Regions from separate parts of the Callithrix jacchus genome. Here region 1 is linked to region 2. A link is a contact called in public Hi-C data. All regions are on one chromosome and are shown on one strand. Each heading gives the region's core, a stretch centred on a gene start, on an enhancer-like site or on the middle of the called end of the contact. The rest is flanking DNA. Distances are from core to core; before and after follow the strand shown. Region 1 holds the start of LOC100895811. Region 2 holds the start of GADD45G (growth arrest and DNA damage inducible gamma).

Region 1 (3,602 bases), core at 557-3,056, 510 kb before region 2:
ACCGATAGGCTGCTCGTGCCAGTTCTGCTATTCAAAGTAGCCACTTACTTTGGTAACTTCCTCAGAGGAAGCTCTTTAATGAAGAAGTAACAGATTAAATATAACTGCATGAAGAACCTTTCACTTTATTCTAAATAAATATATTTGCAATTAAATTAGTCATTGAAATGAGGAAATCACCTGCAATGCATTTCAGTTGAAGGTGTCTGTCTTTAAATAGTGATGTAAGGGGGTCTTAAAATACCTTTATGAATGACAGCAGTTTCGGGGGCTAAGGTCACAGAAATAAAGACCTGAGCCCACATTCACCAATGTTATAAATTATAAAAGAATGTTTAGACATAAAATCTAGACAATGAAAATAGAGATGCTGCAGTGGCAGGCTTAGGAGAGAAGGAGGAATTTGTGGTCCTTTCTTAAATTACCTTTTCATGAATGAGAATAAACTCATACAACGATTAAATAGGGCATGTGTTCTCGTTCAGGATGCTGTTTTAAAGTTCTCTTCAGCAGTTTACATGGACTTTGATATCATTACACTCTGATTAAAGTGCTAAATAAAAAGAGGGTAAATACTTCTTAGCTTCCACTGGAGTAATGGTAAACCCAAATTACAGTCAGCACCACAGTAAAGAGCTACGCTGGATGAAATCTGGAACCACATTTGTGGGAAGGACACAGGACCGGCCCAGTGAAGTCACTCTTCAGTGAAACAGCAGAGCTCACATTATCCTTCCAGGAATCCTGCAAAAGGAGCCACTTGGGATGCAATAAGATGACAGCAGCTTTCTGGAGCTAAGATGACAGGCAGTTTTTTCTTTGGCCAGATGTTCTGGTTACAAATCAGAAAGCAAACTTGTTCACACAAATGAAATAAGGGTGCAGAAAAGGATAATGATTTGTTCTGTTTATTCCAGCCCTTTTTACTGTCAGACTGCCACTTTCACTCATTCTTCTTTCTGCCCATGAAGCTCACCTTAGAGAGAATTTCTGAGAATAAATGGAGCTTAGTGAAGCTTCTAGAAAATAGTATAAAATACTAATGTTGGAGCTAAAGATTTCTAAGGTTGATGAATTCTAGGTGAAGACAAAGAACAGAGTGGAACCTGGTAGTGGGGAAACAAGAGAGGATAAAACCACACTACAAATTAAAGCACTGGGAGTCTGTGTTGCTGGAATTCAGGCTGAAGGGTGGATATGAGGAGGGGTGATTAAACCAGGTTTCAAAGCCATGATTGAATGAGGTGGAGTTTTGAGGATGTCAGAAAAGAACAATAAATTGGGCATATAATCTAGGCAATATCATTCAGGACATAGGCATGGGCAAAGATTTTATGACAAAAATGTCAAAGGCAATTGCAACAAAAGCAAACATTGACAAATCAGGTCCAATAAAACTAAAGAGCAACAGCTTCTGCACAGCAAAAGAAACTGTCATCAGAGTGAACAGGCAACCTACAGAATGGGGAACATTTTTCCAGTCTCTCCATCTGACAAAGGTTAAGTCATGTTTATCAATATTTGGATCACTGATGATAACCGAACTATTCAAGAAAAGTTGTTAACTAAATGGCTGCATGACTTTTGGTGGGAGATTGTATTGTAGCTCAGGAAAAATTTATTCCTTTTGTTGCACCTGCAACCCTGCCCAGGAGGAATGTACATCCTTGTTCCAGAAGCAAAGGACTGGGTGACTTGCTTTGGCTTGCTGGCATGTGAGTGGATATGGATGTACCTATCCAAGCTAAGAGCCAAACACACATGCTGCTTTGGGCTCACTCTATGTGCTCTTACGCTCAGAGCCATGCGTCCCAGAGAGTGTTTCACCTTCAGCCTGGAAATCCAGGAGAATCAGATCTCTGCTCTACCCACCTGTGGCCTGCAGTAGAACTGCCACAGCCCACCGGCAAGATCAGGAGTGAGAAATAAAGAGGTGCTGGCTGTTTCACACCTCCTCACACACAAAGGAGCCTCGGTAACCTTAAAGGCTGACTTCTCATAATACCTACATCCAGCAAATCCATTTTTCAAAGGAGAAATTGAGGCATGCTATAATTTTAAAAAAGAAAAGATGACCTGATCTGAGAGATTTGTTGCTAGCTGATCTTCTCCACAAGAAATGCTAAAGGGAACAAGTCATATTGAAATGGAAGGAAACTAGACAGAAACTCAAGTCCACACTAAGAAATAAAAGGCCCGGTTAATGTAACAGCATAGGTAAAAGTAAAAAGCAGTATAAATGTACTTTTGTTTGTAACTTCTTTCTTTTTTTCCTTTTTTAAAAAAAAAAAAAAAAAAATGGAAACTTGCTCTGTTGCCCAGGCTGGAGTGCAGTGGCGTGATCCTCTGCCTCCTGGGTTCAAGTGATTCTCCTGCCTCAGCCTCCCAAGTAGCTGGGATTACAGGCGCACACCAGTGTGCTCAGCTACTTTTTGTATTTTTGGTAGAGATAGGGTTTCACCGTGTTGGACTGGCTGGCCTTGAACTCCTGACCTCAGGTGATTCACCTGCCTTAGCCTCTAAAAATGCTGGGATTGTAGGCATGAGCCACTGCACCCAGCCACTTCTCTCTTTTTCTCTATCTGATTTGAATGACCACTACATAAAGCAAGATTATAAATCTTGAGTGACAGGCACACAATGTATAGAGATGTAATCTGTAACAACAGCAGCATGAAAGTGGGAAGGAGGAGCAGAGATCATAGAAGTAAAGTTTTTGTGCATCCGTGAAATGAATTTGGTGTTAACTCAGACTTGACCATTGTAAACTGAGATGCTTCTTAATGGGAGAAGCAGGGAGGAAAGAGCACCAGAGATTCTGGTGTGCATGGTCTGTGCTGATGTCTCAATTGTATTCATTTCCTGTTGCCATTGTAACAAATTACCATAAACTTAATGGTTTAAAATAACGCAGACTTAGGATTTTGCGTTTCTGAAGGTCAGAAATTCAAAATTAGTTCCAGTGGACTGAAATCAAAGTGTTGGCAGGCTAGATTACTTCTGGAAGATATAGATGAAAATCGGTGTTCTTGCTTTTCTCAGTTTTTAGAGGTCATCTGCTTTCCTTGACTCAGACCTCACATGACTCTAATCTCTGCTTCCATCTGCACATCTTCTCTGGCTCTTGCCTGCCTCCCTCTTATAAGGACCCTTGTGATTTCAGTTAATACCCACCACATGATCAGGATTACCTCCCCATCACAAGAGCCTTACCCAAAACACAGCTGCAAAATCCTTTTTACCACATATGGTAATCATCTTAATCCATTTGTACCATTACAACAAACTATCATCAGCTGGGCGCTTGTAAAAAATAAAATTTCGGGCCGGGTGTGGTGGCTCACGCCTGTAATCCCAGCACTTTGGGAGGCCGAGGCGGGTGGATCACAAGGTCAAGAGATTGAGACCATCCAGGTCAACATGGTGAAACCCGTCTCTACTAAAAATACAAAAAAAAAATTAGCTGGGCATGGTGGTGCGTGCCTGTAGTCCCAGCTACTCAGGAGGCTGAGGCAGGAGAATTGCCTGAGCCCAGGAGGCAGCGGTTGCAGTGAGCCGAGATTGCGCCATTTCACTCCAGCCTGGGTAACAAGAGCGAAACT
Region 2 (3,879 bases), core at 1,208-3,707:
CATGTATTTCTCCTGCTGAAAGCGGCTAGTCAGGCACGGAATGAACTCAAGTCATATTGGTCTAACAAAAAGATTGATTCCATCAGGAGATTTGCCCCTAGATCCTTCTAAAGAAAGTCTTGGCGTAAAATATTTCATTTTTTCTTTCCTGTGAGTCTTTAAGTGGAATTGTGAATAGCAGCAATCCTTATAACTCAGATGTGGGCAGAGGACATTCAAAATAGTAGATGGCAGATGCCAGGCCCCCTCAGAATTGCTCATGCCTATTTATATAGATGCTGCCTTCCAATTTTTTCTCAGATCTTCCAAGTTCTATCACAGCCACGACAAAGTAATGACTCATACTTAAATGCAGTCATCAATGTCATATTTGGTATTAATACCTTTGTAGCATTGCTTTGTGTCAGAGCATTTAACAGGAAAAAGTCCCCAAGAGCAGGAGCAGCCTGCCACCGTCCTCAGGGACCACAAAGGGCAGGGTCTGCAGAAGGCAATGCTCATTGTGCAGGAAAGCCTGCGGCCTCCAGCAAGCTGTTCAGATAAGCAGCTGTGGGAGGGAGGGGGAGGGGGACCGAGGGAGGGGGAGGGGAGGCAGAGGTCACTGTTATCGCTTTGGAAGGCGAGGCTTTAGTTGCTGCACTGATGTCTTATCTAAAATACGCTCCTGTTTTGCAAGTTTAGAATCTACCTAAAAGGAGAAAAGTAGGAGCTGGGCCCAAGCTCTACCCTAGCAGTGGGCAGCATGCCCTTCCTCTGCCAGCGCCGACGAGCCTGTCATTCTTGCCGACAGGAAGACGGAACAGGTGCCATTAGTTCCACGAAGTTCCAGCAATCCTCTGAAACCCTGCTCACCACCTCCCCCGACACAAAGATCCCCTACCCTCAATAAAGAGCATAAGTTTGTTTCAAAGAGTTTATTGTAAATTCAAAGCTTCAACAGCAGCATCCTTTAGAAAACGAAGCATTGCCCGGATCCGTTTTTGAAAAAGCAGCGCAGTCGGCTAAGTCCTTCACGCTCCTGCAACTGTACCAAGTCCAGGGCGCCGCTCCTTCCTGCGAGCGCAGGCTGCTGAGTCACGCCTGCCCGGCCAGTCTGTCCTTCCCGGCCCTGCAGCCAACGTCCCAGCCTAGGCCTTCCTGGGCGAGCAGCCCGCTCCATGCACTTGCAGAGTCCTCAGCTCGGGCCAGCCTGGCCCAGCCGCTGCTGGGCCCCTCCTCGGGAGGCCGCACCTCCTCGCTCTCCAGGCGCCCCCCCCCGCCTGCCAGTCTCCACGCCGCACTCGGGCACCCTCCGAGGGCCCCTCCACAGAGCCAGCCGCGCTCTAGGCGCCCCGGGGCGTCACCACGTCGATCAGACCAAGGTCCCCACCGGGCCGTCACTCGGGGAGGGTGATGCTGGGCACCCAGTCGTTAACGCTGCGGCTCTCCTCGCAAAACAGGCTGAGCTTCTCCAAAGCGGGGTCCTTCCAGGCGTCCTCATTGGGGTTCTGCGGAGAGAGAGCAGGGTCAGCCTGGCTGGCAGCCGGCCGAGGCGGGAACGACACCCGGGCGGGGACGGGACGGGACTCTACTCACCGAAATGAGGATGCAGTGCAGGTCGCCCGGCGCGCCCGCCTCCTCGCCGGCGCCCACGATAGCCGCCAGCCGCTGCACATCGCCCACGCGCACGATGTCGATGTCGTTCTCGCAGCAGAACGCCTGGATCAGCGTAAAATGGATCTGCAGCGCGATGTCGCCCTCGTCCTCCTCATCCGCAGCCAGCACACAGAAGGTCACATTGTCGGGGTCCCTGCGAGGGCAGCAAGGTGGGGACCAAGGTCAGAAACCGCGAGCAGAGGTCTCCCGCCGCCACCCCTCCCATCCGCCCGTCTCCTAGTCATTCACCCCCGCCCCGGTATCCCAGCCTTGGCAGTGTCTACACTTACACGTTCAGGACTTTGGCTGACTCGTAGACGCCGGCAGTGAGGCAGCCCTGGCGCTGGGCCGACAGCAGCAACTCGTGCAGCGCTTTCCCGGCACCCTGCATCCTGCGGAGGAGCCAGCACAGTGAGCCGGAGCCGGTCGGGGTAGGAGCCCCCAGCCCCGGTCACCCGGACGCACCCGGACGCACCCGTGGCACTCCAACTACACTCCAGACCCGGCTCGGCGCCCGCACCCAACCTCTCCAACCTGGATCTGCCGCCGATACCCCAGCGCTCGGCTCCTACGCCGATACCCCAGGCTCCTACTCCCACCCTGGAGGGCCCTGAAGGCCGCCGACCGACCAGCCGCTTTCTCCCAGCCCTGAGACCCACCTGGCTGTGCTTTCCGGAACTGTGTCCTGGCCACGGACTTCTTCCAGAGTCATAGCGCGATCGACCAGCAGCAAGTTATCCACAAGCGGAGAGCGCGGAGGGGGCACGGGAGAACACACGGTGAGTTAGATCTCGGCTCGGCTCATCTACCACTAGCGACTGCGCCCCTGCTACGCCGCGCGCCCTTATATAGGCTGGAGGGTGCTGCGCCGCCAGCTGGCGCGAGGCTGTGCGCCTATTGGCCGGCACCCGCTTTCTGATGTAAATGAGGCGGCGGGCCGGCGGCTCGTGCCAGAAGGCCACGTGGGGAGGGGTGCGGGGGATGACAATGCCTCAAATCTGCCGCTTTTGTTGGGGTGTTACCAGGCAGACTAGAGCCTGCAGATTTCATCTCGCCTTTTTTTTTTTTTTTTTGAAGTCCTTAAAAGGAAAAAGAAAAAAAAAAAAAAAACCAACCCACAAAAACCTTGTTTGCTAATAGGTTGCTGCAATTTGCGAAAAGCACCTTTATAGAATCAAAAGGAATTTTTTTGGCATTTATTTTTATTGCTACCTTTCTATTTGTTTCTTTCCTTTAATTTGAAGTTTATGAAACTGTTGCATTGGAGCCGGAAATTAAGGTAAAAGCAGTGCCAGTTAGGGGCTTGCAAAAGGCAGTGGGCACAGCCCCTTGCAGCTGACCACTAGCGTCCGGAGAGCGCCGACGATGCCTCCCACGCACACTCAATGTATACATTGAGTTGTCGCTGGAAGCTCCTACCCCACCTCCCCGCCCTTGGCCGAGCACCGCTGGGCGCCGGAGAGGGGGGCGGGCGGGGGCGAGCAGATTGCGGCCGGCGCACGCCGCTCGTTTGCATTTCTATGGAGGGCGCACAATAGCAGAGGTCTGGCGTGTGGCGGTTTGCAGTAGGGACAATCCAGGCTTTCTCTTCATAGCAACACTGTCCACCTGCTGCCTGGTGGGGCGGGCAGGCCCCCGCCGCGCGTGGGGGTCGCCGGGCTGCCCGGCGCGTGGGGTCGAGGCTGCGTGCCACTCCGTGGTCCCTGAGTGCGCGCCCCCGTATTGGCCCTGCTACATGTAATTCCCTTCCACCCGTTTCTCGCACGGGTGCCCAGCAGTCGCGCTAGTTGGGAAGGACTGGGAGCTGGTGCGCGGTCTACAAGGCTGGACGCCCTCTGGCCGGAACCCCGCGGCCAGAATCTCTTTCCCGGGGCGCCATCTACAGGCAAGCTCGAAAGATCCTAAAACCCCTTTTCTCCTCCCCTCTCCCCAACACACACACCCTTCCGTTGGCCTGGCGCGGGAGAAGAGCGGTGGGTGGGGGGCGGACACGGAGCTGCCCGGCCAGGCCCACTGAGCCCTGTCCAACATTAACAGGAACCCGATTAAGGGCCGCAAATCGCATCCAAAGTAACTGCGGGGAGTAGAGGGCGAAAGGAGATTCCCATCCAGTGCTGATGGAGTAAGAGCCTGTTTGTCTTACGCTGTGCTGAAATACTTTAATTACTTAAATACGCATATGTAAAAATTCTTTTTTTTCCGGCAATAGAGTAAGTCTGGAAGAAATCTTGGGAGAGTTTAACA

What was found. A called contact is a pair of places that touch in the nucleus more often than the background predicts.
Region 1: a contact with region 2 is called in a Hi-C map of skeletal muscle, with 7 times the contacts expected there. The contact joins the promoter of LOC100895811 here to the promoter of GADD45G in region 2. A contact is called at or near these places in 3 of 3 Hi-C or Micro-C datasets (induced pluripotent stem cells and skeletal muscle).

What each region holds. Positions count from the first base shown.
Region 1 is chr1:73,951,096-73,954,697 of calJac240_pri, reverse strand. LOC100895811 reads right to left here and starts at 1,806. Exons shown (of 8, transcript XM_078345290.1): 1 at 1,795-1,806. The coding sequence starts at 1,806.
Region 2 is chr1:73,441,907-73,445,785 of calJac240_pri, reverse strand. GADD45G (growth arrest and DNA damage inducible gamma) reads right to left here and starts at 2,457. Exons shown (of 4, transcript XM_002742712.6): 1 at 2,295-2,457; 2 at 1,926-2,027; 3 at 1,576-1,789; 4 at 900-1,487. The coding sequence starts at 2,347. The coding sequence ends at 1,377. It overlaps LOC103791906 (a long non-coding RNA gene), which reads left to right and starts at 2,018. Exons shown (of 3, transcript XR_008480529.2): 1 at 2,018-2,914.